Linked DNA regions of Capsicum annuum: region 2 is linked to region 1. Evidence: chromatin contacts called from public Hi-C data. All regions are on one chromosome and are shown on one strand. Each heading gives the region's core, a stretch centred on a gene start, on an enhancer-like site or on the middle of the called end of the contact. The rest is flanking DNA. Distances are from core to core; before and after follow the strand shown.

What was found. A called contact is a pair of places that touch in the nucleus more often than the background predicts.
Region 2: a Hi-C map of leaf shows a contact between it and region 1, with 4 times the contacts expected there. The contact joins two enhancer-like sites. A contact is called at or near these places in 2 of 5 Hi-C or Micro-C datasets (leaf and placenta).

The regions. Positions count from the first base shown.
Region 1 is chr7:49,522,221-49,528,335 of UCD10Xv1.1, reverse strand. No RefSeq gene overlaps it. Among protein-coding and RNA genes, the nearest start is that of LOC107850198, 13 kb to the right of the region's middle. Within about 2 kb of position 3,180, at least 4 of the 5 cell types and tissues checked have an H3K27ac peak or open chromatin away from gene starts, as enhancers often do. A contact at or near this core is called in leaf, where this site is marked.
Region 2 is chr7:49,635,036-49,641,150 of UCD10Xv1.1, reverse strand. LOC107850218 (homogentisate phytyltransferase 1, chloroplastic) reads left to right here. Exons shown (of 11, transcript XM_047393535.1): 9 at 876-947; 10 at 1,038-1,133; 11 at 3,792-4,044. The coding sequence ends at 3,833. Among protein-coding and RNA genes, the nearest start is that of LOC107850218, 25 kb to the left of the region's middle. Within about 2 kb of position 3,905, at least 3 of the 5 cell types and tissues checked have an H3K27ac peak or open chromatin away from gene starts, as enhancers often do. A contact at or near this core is called in leaf, where this site is marked.

The DNA.
Region 1 (6,115 bases), core at 1,931-4,430:
CATTAGGCACAACTTTGTCTTTATCCAATGAAACTCGGGGCTCCGAATGATCAATTGAAGAATCTGCCAAATTTTTATCTTTGGACAACTTGTCTGACTATTTTTTAGACTTTGTTGCTCGTAATCGAACCTTTTCTGACTCCTCAACTATTTTTTGTTTCTTCACAGGAGGATATGAAGATTGACCAGTATCAAGCCTCATCTTTTTTAGAAGGCCTACACTAGAAGGTGTACTAAAATCATCAAATTCATCTCCAAATTCAGATTGTTGTTTTACAGCTACTGCTTGTGCTACATTTGTCGCATCATCTGTTGAACCAAACATCAAAGGATTTGGCAATTCAAGATGGTTCAATTCCCGTGGTGACGGGGTTATATTCCTGTATACAAGCTTCAAAAAAAAGTAACACAAAAGATCAAAAATTAGAAGTACCTTAAAAATTACAAATAGACATACAAAAGTATAACGGTGAAATAAACACTACCTTACTAAACATATCGTCCATAAGATCCTTGTATCTAGGCTTGGGTTTTACCACTTTCCAATTCACCATTCTTGGAATTAAATTGTGAACACGAACGGCAAGTAATTCATCAACTTTGGCACAACATTCATACCACTAAATCTGAAGCGCGTATGGAAGGCCACTCATACGGTAAAACTTTTGGACCTCATTCATCGACCGGATAATAAAAGACATCAATTTTTCAAAACCTACTTTTCTCCATGGAAAACGACTATAACTTCCATCATCCACCATGTGGAAGTCTCGGGCAGGGATATTAATTTTATCTAATTGGGAGAACACAAATGTGTGTATAAAGTACAATATCCCAATTTTCACCGCACCTTTCATATTTTTTCCCCAGTTTTAGTCAAGAAAAGATCGACCAACTCACTTCTTTTCACACATGGTGACGAATTTGGAAAATATTTTCTTTGCAGTCGACATGGTGGAAGGTCTGAATACTCAAAATCATCAACGCTACGTTGGCATTTCAAGCCGGTAACGATAGCAAACTCATACAATGAAAACCTTAGAATTGTATTATTGATCTTTACATGAGTGTTAAGACTTCTAAGGTCATCAAACACCTTGCTATCGATCCTTGAAAATTACAATTGGGTAGGTCCAGAAATGACCCCAAATAAGTGCTTCTGAACATTCTAATTTCTTCATCATTCAGAACTTCGTTAAGCTTATCTACCACATTGAGATTATGTGTACTACCAATCCTTACATTGTGGGAAGGTCGTTTTTTCACAAGCAAACTAACATTCTGTCAATAACACAAATCAGCAGATGATTCATAAGTCAACTGAATCACATATTTATAAATTACAACAACAAAAAAATGAGTACATAAAGTGCTATCATTTGCTGATTTACTTATATGAGTACATATGTATAAAAAATGAGTACATATATATAAACAAAAAAAGTTATCCACAGAGAATAAAAGTCACAAGCATATGAATCACTTATATGAAGCAACTGTTAAAAGTAACAAGCATATGAATCACCCATATGTATAATGTGTCACACATATGAATCACCGTATGAATTAACAAATAAACATGAATCACAAAATAACCAGTTATTCTGTATGAATCACAAATAAATATGCAGTTATATGAAGCACCCTTATGAATCACTAGTTAAAAGAATCAGTTATATTAATCAATATCTATGAATCACCATCACCATATATGTATCACCAAATAAATATGAATCACAAAATAACCAGTTAATTTGTTAATATGCAGTTATATAAAGCACCGTTATGAATCACTAGTTAAAATAATCAGTTATATTAATCAATATGTATGAATCACCATCACCATATATGTATCATCAATTAAATATAAATCACAAAATAACCAGTTAATCTATTAATATGCAGTTATATGAAGCACTCATATGAATCACTAATTAAAAGAATCGATTATATTAATCAATATCTATGAATCACCATCACCATTTATAAATCACCAAAAAGATATGAATCACCAAGTAATAAGTTAATCTGTTAATCTGCAATTGTATGAATCACCCATATGAATCACCATTTAAAAAAACCCCGTTATTAGTTGCAAAAATAAACCTGCTCCAACGAAAATTTGGGAATTTGTTCAATTTCATCTCTATCTTCCATTTGCATGTGGAAAACTTGATTTTTTGCAGCAAAAGCTTCTCTTAAAATCTTCAATTTTCAGGATCGTTCCGCTGCTTTGACCGATTTTCACTAAAACCTAATTTGGTGTAATCAAAACTGTCCGAAGTAAAACCCACGATCTGATTACTATCACGAACAACTATTTGTGTTTCAATTTGTGAAATCCCCAAGCTGAATGAGGGTGAATCTTCATTAGCCATTGAAGATAAAACAAATTAACACAAAAGGATTTTAAAGCATAAACAATAAGCTAACCTCTTTGAAGAAGTTGTCACTTTCTAAAATTAAAGGATGAACGGTTGAAATCAGTTGAATTATTGAAATAAAGTTGACTCAAAAACTACTAAAATGAGAGAGATTTTACGGGAATAATTTGTGGTAAAAAAAAAGATATGCATAAAAAGAAAGAGATATATGGCGTGAAAAGAGAAGATGTAAAAAGAAAGAGAAAGATGGCGTGAAAAGAGGAGAAAAAATAGGATAGGTAAGTTATAGCATATGTATCATTAGTAAATATGAAAATAGGGATTTTATGTAATTTTTAAAATATATATGGATATTATGTAATATGGTGGCTTAAATTAGGGATTTATGTAATTTTTTTCTTTATTTAATAAAACAGAATAATTAAATTAGACACGTGACACCATCACATGGCGCATTGAATTTGGACATAGATATTGCGGGGAGGTAATAACATGACTTTTATATATAATTTGAGGTGGAAACAATGATTTTTTTCTTTTAAATATCAATATGAGAGGGTCATTACAATAAGTAGCAGAGAATTTTTAAAAGAATACCCAAAATGAAGTGGCAGTTTTAGATTCAATTTTTTTTTTTGAATTTTGGATCGTGTTTCGGACCTTTGTGGATCTGGGAATTTCAATTTTTTAAATTTCTTTTACTCGTGTGGGACCGCTGGATTATAATACATATATGGATTGGTTGTATATTGTGTATCTAAATCCTAACAATGGGATCGGGTGGGTGCTTCAAGCTTTTTTTGTTCGTTAATGGTGGGGAACCAAGGTTGAAGATGAATGAACTTTTTAATTAAAGCCGAAATATTCTGACTTATAACTCGGAACTTTTAATCCCATTTCATATCTTGAAATTTTTAATTCTATTTTAAATATCAGAATTTTTAATTTCATTTTATACAAATTTTTATTGTTCAACAGGGATAATGCCTTAATTAAAAAAATTTATAAATCAAAATTAATTATTTTGAATAGCTTATTTTGATACCACTTTAAAAAGATGACTTATTTCTATCACTTTTTACTTAACGTTGAATCATTTCTGTGGCGAATTCTAGTTAATGAATGCCACTTTTAAGGCAAAATAAGTGGCATTGCTTGTTTCTCCCCAGAATAATTTTTCATTCTTCAAACATCTTTCTCTATTTTATTTTTTCTATCTCTCTCCTCAGTGGCATTGAAATACTTTAAAGGGCAAGTAGTGATATTTCTTTATTGAATAGTTTAGCCAACAGTTATGGCAATAGTCTAAATAATTGTTAGGCCTCATGATGAAGTTTGAGCTGATTGAATTCTAGAAAGAAAACAATGTACCTCCCTGCTCTCATAAACCTTAGGTCCTAGTTATATCTCATTCCTTGTCTATGAAAATAAATAAAATTAAATATGATCTGCTTTATCCTTTTCGATTTGAAGGATTGAAAAACATTATTTTTCTACTTTTTAAATTATTTTGAAATCGTAAAGAAAAGTTCGTAATAATTTAAAAAATTATAGAGTCGCCACTTGATTTTTGAGAAAATATCAAGAAAAACTAAAAATATTACTTAAAAGATCAAAAATAGAAAAAATCTTTTAAGTTTAGAAATTTCGAGTGAGTGGTTCCGATTAATATTCCTGAAAGGTTGTTAAGGCATCAAAAGTATCCATTAACTTGCGGTTATTCAAATTATTTGAAAATAACTTTTTGAATAACATTAAAAGGGAAAGTTGATTTTTGAAAAGAAATCGATTAAGGAAAAGTTTATTTTCAAGATTTGTGCAAAATGAATTTTGACGACTTAGCGAAAATTTTAACTAAGTACAAAAAAAATGAAAAAAAAAAAAAACTAGCACATAAAGGGGAAATGGGAAGATTAAAAACTTAGACCATTAGGCTTAAATCATTCAAATGAACCTGTTCTAGTCTAATCATTTGAGCTTTTGCCCCATTTGCATCTGTCCTAGTTTAATCATTTGAGTTTTTGGCTCATAACTTGTTCTAAACTAGTATTTGGACCCTGAAGGACCAAAAATTCGCTTCACCTATATTAAATTACAATTTTGACTTCGAGGCTCAAATGAATGAACAAATAGAGAAATAAATAAATAAATAATAAGACAATAACAAAAATTGAGACTTTTGAACCCGAGGCTCAAATGAATGAACAAATAGATAAATAAATAAATAAATAAATAAATAAATAAATAATAAGACAATAACGAAAATTGAGACTTTTCAAGTCTCTTAGCGACCTCATCAATGGATTTTGACCAATTTTCCTTTTTCTTTCATCTTCTTGCACCCGCACGCCATATAATCGATTTTGAATTTAAACTTTGGACTTGACTCGAAGAGATGGGCCTTATTGGCCCATTACGAAATACAAGAGGAAAGGAGTCCATTTGAACTCCAAAATAAAATCATGCAAAGAAAAAAATTAATGTGATGAGATGGAAAAATATTATTTTCAAGCATAATGAAATAGTATACAATGATATAAAAAACAAATCAAATTATCCAACGAAAAGAAAATTAACCTATTTCTCAAGCAAACTTACAAAAAATCAAGCCTAGCACAATATAATCAACTAATCCTTGAAAAGAAGACATTGACCCACAAATATAGTTGCTTAAAATTTGGCAAATATTTTCTATAGATTAACACATATTTACACCAAATACTTTCATTAAACAAAGAAAATGGGAATGAGCATAAGATGAGGGAATCTTTTTGTGACATCTCAAATATAAAATATAAGACATACTAATGAAACAACATTTTTTCAATACTGAATGGAGTCAATCAACAGATTTTAAAAAAAATCATGGTAGTATGCGAATAACAATGGGACGTCTAAATATACAAAAATACTTCAAGAAATAAATTAATAAGCAAGGTGAAATAAATAGCATATATTAAACATGTTTGAGAAATTATATTCAAAGACAAGATAAGAAAAATGCTAAAAGATTAATTCTAAGAGAAAAGTGTTCAATTATGCTAACTTCTATTTTAGTTTTACGCCATTTCAACAAAATCTATAACCCTAACAACTTTTCAATCTAAACAAGAGAAAATCAAAGACGGTTTTGACCACAAAAATCGGTAAATCATGACTGCAAACATATATCAAAAGAACTTAGCATTTCATCGTGGCATATAATCATAGAGAAAAATAACTCTTTAATCAAAATATCCATAATATTGATATCACAAAATCCTATGAACATAAAAATATCCATAATATTGATATCACAAAATTATATGGCCTTCAAGACCGTCTACAACAAACAATCCCAACAAATAAAATTACAACTACGAAGAAGGAGACGAATAAGAAAACGATAACAAAATTAAAAGGGAGAGGTGTGTTTACCTTTTTCGGAGCAGCAAAACGAAAAGTTTGGAGTTTTGATCACCACCGAAAAGCAATCTTTCGGGAACCCCGATTAGCCTACTGCTAGAAAAAATTTACTAAAAAAGTTTAACACTTTGCTCCAAAGTTTTTTTCACTCTTTTAGACCTGTTTTCTACTAAAATAGTGATAGTCTTTATAGGAAAGGATGGGGATTGAATTCTTTGAATCCACCAATATGGGAGAAAGAACTTAGGAGCCGTTTTAGGAATTTTAAATTGAGGGTAAGGTTTGTTGGAGGATAAGGTGAGGTGGAATTGTATAATCTAGTACAA
Region 2 (6,115 bases), core at 2,656-5,155, 110 kb before region 1:
CAAATACAAAAATGAGTGACTCCCAGTACCTTTCATAATTGGGAGCTTGTGAACTCCACTATCATATCATAGGTTTTGGAGATACACTGCGTTTTTAGGTCGATGTGAGATATGATCAAACCATCTCAAGCTACATTATTAAAGAAAAAGGGAAGAAGAGAACTGTCAAATACAAAAATGAGTTGACTCCCAGTACCTTTCATAATTGGGAGCTTGTGAACTCCACTATCATATCATAGGCACAGGACTGTAGTACCTATAATCTTTACCAATCTATCTCTGTGGATAAAAATCGAATCGAAAATCTACGCCCTCCCAAAAAGTAACCTGAGCTCATGTTATGACTTTCTATTTTTTTTTTGGGGGGGGGGAGGGGGTGTGGGGTGTGTTCAAGTTACGATTTCAAACTGGCAGAATCTCAACGACAGGATATCCTTGTATTGGGTTTTTGGGTTGAAAGTTGAAATTAATTACATTAAGGGAGTGGTTTCTTAAAGACAATTTGTATTTCATTGCTCTTACATAGTCGGACATGATAATAAGTTATCAGTCATCGCTGTGTAACACTTGAAAAGTGGCTAGAACACTGCATTCTCGAACCTTTCTTTTGCCAATGAGAGCTGCTGCCATTACTAACGAACTGATCTCTCTTATGATTCTGGAATAATGTCGTGCTACTCAAAAGAGATCATAAATGGAGAACTGAATATTTGATTTCTAACTAAAAGTCAAAGTAACGCAAAAATATATAAACCATTAAAAAGTTTAGAAAACTGAATTTCTCTCTAGCCTTATAACCTGAAATATAATAATTTACTATATGCAATAAATCCAAGCTACAGAAAGTCATATCCACTTTTCACATGATACTGTAGGACATACCTGATATTGTTGGTGACAAGATCTTTGGAATTCAATCTTTTACTGTCCGCTTGGGTCAAGAGAGGGTAAGTACCAAAAGTCTCACTAATTTTGGCATTTATTCTCTCTATTCTATTGTCTTTTATACTTAAACTATATCTGTGCACTTTTGACAGGTCTTTTGGATTTGTATTTCACTACTTGAAATGGCTTATCTTGTTGCCATCTTAGTTGGTGCAACATCTTCCAACATCTGGAGCAAATATTTTACTGTAATGCATCTTTAACTCTTATAATTGTTTTATAGAGATATCGTTAATTATCAAATGAAAAAAGTGTAAGTAGACAGATTGCCAGACACAAGCTGACACTAAAACAGTATGACTAGATATAGTTTAAAGACATCATCTCTGCCCTGCATGATGGTATTTCTGTTCTGAATTCTGAGGCTTATATAGCATGAGAAATCCATATAAAATAGTAAACAGCCAAATAATAAGTCTTTTTGCTTCTCTGTCTGCCTTGTTATTTCAATATCTAGAATTTTCAGTTTTAGTTTTAAACCTCAGACAAAGCAATGGAAGAATGTAATTTTGGTATGGTCGAAAAGGAAAATCTCTTTCATCCTTAAAACATAAATCATTTATCAGCAGTGGCTGAACTTTGTTTTACTTGAAAGACAAAACATGGCACATGCGTGGCAAATAATGACATTATTGCCAGATCCTCGCAACAGAAAAATAGCCAAATTTCGCTCCTTCTGTTCTTCTTAAATCACCACCACCAATCTATGTAGTCTTTACCAATATCCTGTATTGGGCATCTCTTCTTTTTGTTCTCCATCTTACTGGTGTTGTGGGTTGTAATTGAAGAAGCAGTCTGGACTATATTATTTAGGAGAGTTTACAAAGGTAAACCTAGTCTTTTCTCCTTTATTGTTTTTCCTTCCATTTCTCCCTACAGGCTTTTATCGTATCGTAATTCCACTTTGTGTCCTACTTCCCTTGTTTGTTTCTTAGCTCTGGTTCTTTACATCTTCCAGAAGTTGTGGTCTCAATGAGGTAGTGGATTGGGGCATTAGTTCATTTATCCTCTTTTTGTCTGAGATATCAGGCTCCCCTTCCCTCTTTCTTTTCCCGCTTTGCTAATCTTCCCCTCTAACGTGGGCTACTTTTCAGCTTTGAGCTGTCGAGTGACCTGGGCTACGGATTTTTCCGTTGGTTGATTCTCGAAACGACCAGGCAGGGGATTAAGGTAGTTTACTTGCTGGCTGATAAGTCTTGGTCTCGACCTTGTTGAGCTCTCCCCGATCGAAAGTTCCCCCGGCCTCCCCTTGCTCTTCCACCATCCGGGCTCCCTACCGGACTCTAAAGTAAAGAAAGGGTACCACTTATTTGGAAACTCGCAAGATGGTTACTGCTTCTGTCTGAATCGACATCACATATGTAACCAAAAAGGAAAGATAACTATCTATTATTAGGTGTAGCAACCTTTGAAATGTGGAGTGTTAGCAAGACCCCGCGCCGAAGATAAGAACTGAAACCTAACAGATAAACAAGGATTAAATGCGAAGAAAGCTCGAAGAGCTTCTCTTATATTATAGAAAGGTTTGTAGAAAGGGGATTCTTCAAATATCCCATGTTGTAGGGGCTTCAATGAAAGCCTGTATGACGCGAGAGTGTCACGTGAAGTTTTGAGAAATTTGACAACTTGAAAACTGGGTGCTAGATAGTCTTGCTCGAAAAAGCGCGGAAGCTTAAGCGGAAATGAAAGAGGAGGTTGAGTCTCAGAAGAGAAGACTAAGCTCAGACGAATTGCAGTCCGCCTGAAGTTTTCACCTAAAATTAACCAAAATAGGAAAATTAGATATTCTTTCCAACATATTGTTGCTGAAGCTACAGTGAATAATCTGCATATGATCATTGTGTATAGGTTGGTCTTTATTCAACATTTGAGCTTCCAAATGACCTGCACTGACATGAGTACTTATATTTGCATTTGTCAGGTTCTGGGTCATGCTGCTTTGGCTCTTTTACTTTGGACTCGAGCCAAATCAGTTGACTTTAGTAAAAAAACAGCAATAACATCCTTTTACATGTTCATATGGAAGGTAATATTTCTCCCAGAAAGTCGTGCAAAAAGCATGTTAGCTCGAAACTGTGGCCCTATTTAGCATGTAAAGCAAGACAATAAGATCTTTTTTAGCTATGTTTTGTGCATATGCCATATCTTTGGCTGTAAAACCAGTTCACCTTTTATTTCCCTGCACTTGCTAGAGTATAATGGCATTCCAAAATGTTAATCTCTCATCGGTACATACTTATATGACGAGTACAAATTTATGTGTGCGTATATAGTCTCTCAACTTGGTGTTCAGCATGACCTCTTTTGGGAGATCCTATCAACCTGCAGTCTTTTGTCTGACGTAATGCCCACACTTGTTCGTTAATGTTAGGGAAAGTATATTAAAACAATAGAGCAACATGATGAGGTTTGGAGAATTTTACAGCATTAGATAATGACCAGCTTCTCAAATCTCAAGAATAAGCCTACACAATAAGTCATCTCTAGTAACTTCACTTAGATTTGTCTCAGCTGAAAATGCTGCTTTTATGAACTTCCCTAGAAGTGGTGGAGTAATATGTATAGAAGGGGTGAAACTCACAATTGATAGTCTCAATGTAATTAGCGTCATGCATAGAGAAAATGACACATACTGTAGCATCAATAATGCATATTTTGCATTACAAATGTGAAGCATACTTTGGCAATGTCGCTACAAAGTTGAGCTTGAATCTGTGCTTAGAGTTCAGTACAGCATGCACCTTAGTTTCTTTCCTTATTTAGCTTGAACCTTGCTTATTCAGGCCATCTTTTTATGACTCCTTTATGTATATTCATTCCATGAACTTTCATTTTTTGGTTGGCAGCTTTTCTACGCAGAGTATTTGCTCGTACCGCTTGTGAGGTGAATGACTAAGCGCATGAATAATACAGCCTTTCACCTTTAACCGTGATGGATGTAAGTGTGGTTAAATTAGCTGGCAGCTTGTCAATTCTTGTAGATTTTTGAAAATTATTTGAATTCTGGTAAATGTAGTTTTGGGTAAAGATCTTGCACCGAATTGTGTTCATTCTTACTGTTTATGATTATTCAAATTAATTGTTTGATTATCAGCTAAATTAAATTACTCGTTTTGTATGACATACAAACATAGGTTATGGTTGAGGAACCGATTGAACTAAAACCTTTTGATCTTAGTGAAATAATAAAAAATTCAAGCTGGGCTCGTGCAATTTGCAAAAAGTATAACAGTAAGGAAAGAGAGTGCCTTATATGAGGTCAAAAGATGAGAAGTGTACTGTCTTTTGTCGTAAGTTTTAGCAAAAGGAGTGCCTAATATGAGATCAAAACCAATATTCCAAATTTATCCAAACATATGTTTCGGAAATCTGTTACTAAACTGCAAGGAACAAGTGAAATTGTTTTCTTCTCATCAGGGATACATATGATTCGTCCATATCAAGAGTGGTTTTCTTGCATTTTCAATTTTTAAGTTACTCCCTCGTTCAGATTTATAAGTTGAATATCATGTTTCTATAATTGAAAATAACTCGGGCATAATAAGTTCAAGTGAGTTTTGAGATCACCTTTGTTTGTCCCTAATGAATCACATTTATGCGTGTTCAGGCGGTCAAACATTATACAAAAGTGTCCAACGTAGATTATACTGTACTTCATCCTATTTAGGGGCAAAAAAGGGGGAAAATTAGACAAAATATTCATTCGGTTAAATTTCTTGCCCAAAAAATAGTCTACTTGAAAGAAATTACCCACTTATTACATAGGTATTGACCATTCAGCTATTTTAATTACTCCCTTCATTTAAAAAATAATGACTATGTTTTGACTTGACGTGCAGTTTAATAAAATAAAGAAGAATTTTTAATCTTGTGATTTTAAATTAAAGTTATGTAAAAGTACCAAAATGCTCTTTAATATTTTGGTTTTAAACATGTCACGTGGAAACTTGAAAATAAAATGTTATCAAAATAGGAAAGGATTCTATATTAAACGAATTAAAAAGGAAGGTAGATCAATCTTTTGGAAACGGAGGGAGTACTAAAATTGACCCTCCAACTACATGTATTTCATCATCATCTTCTTCATTGTGTTGCTTCTCTTCTTCATTCTTCTACTTCTTCCATGTGATAACGATTTGTAAATAACATCTTCACCTGCAATTTCGTAACAAAAAAGCCTATCTCGAATTAATAAATATCTGCACATTTGGAGTGCAAAATCCTTGGAATCCTCAGTAATATTTCGTAATTGAAGATCTAATGCTTGAACCATTGGTGGTGGTGGAAGCTCGAATAGGCTTGCTACCAAAGTGGGTTGCGGATTGGGTCGGAAGGTAGAATTTGGAAGTGGAGGTAAAGGAAGAAACACAGAATTTAGGAACCAACATTCAAGACCGATGTTGTTCTTCATCATCAACTGCGCGACTTTGCGCTATAAAAAATCAACTTTTTTCTCTCGCAGTGAAATCTTTTGATGATGGAAATATTAGAAATACAGAGCAATGACTCAGTGGAATTTAAAAATAGGGTACCTTCAACCATTGTCGAAATCGTTGGCATTGATGTCAACTTCTCTACTGCCTTTTTGGTGAGTCTTCTAAGCATTCAACCTTCACTCTTTAGATGGTGTGGAGTTTTTAAAAAGGTTATGCTTAGGGACACGAATCAGATCTACACTTGTATCTAATGTTCTCCCATCAAGATCATAGATTAGCAGTTCTACAACAATTTCAATTTTGAATATCAAAATAAGAGGCATCTGATTAATGGGGAAGGGATTATAACTTACCACAAAATTACAACGCAATTACAGAGAAGTTACCAATCATTTTTTAGAAAATGTCAACATTCATTCTCCCACTTGGTCTTGTAAACTCTAATCCCTTAAGTGAAACATTATACATGAATCATGATGATAATTCCTCTAAAAATGAGTAGTATCTTCCATGTATCACAATGCATTATGGCTCTAAGCCTTAGCCAACACGAATTAACGAATACCTTCAATATTTAATCTATGTCCACACTAGTGATATTTCTCAAAATAAAACTGAATGTGCATACAGTTACAAATAAAAGAAATATCACATAAAATAGAGTTTCATAAACATTTGTTGTTACAACGAAATTTTTACATAATAGAACTAAATTCCATTGACTATAAGATCCT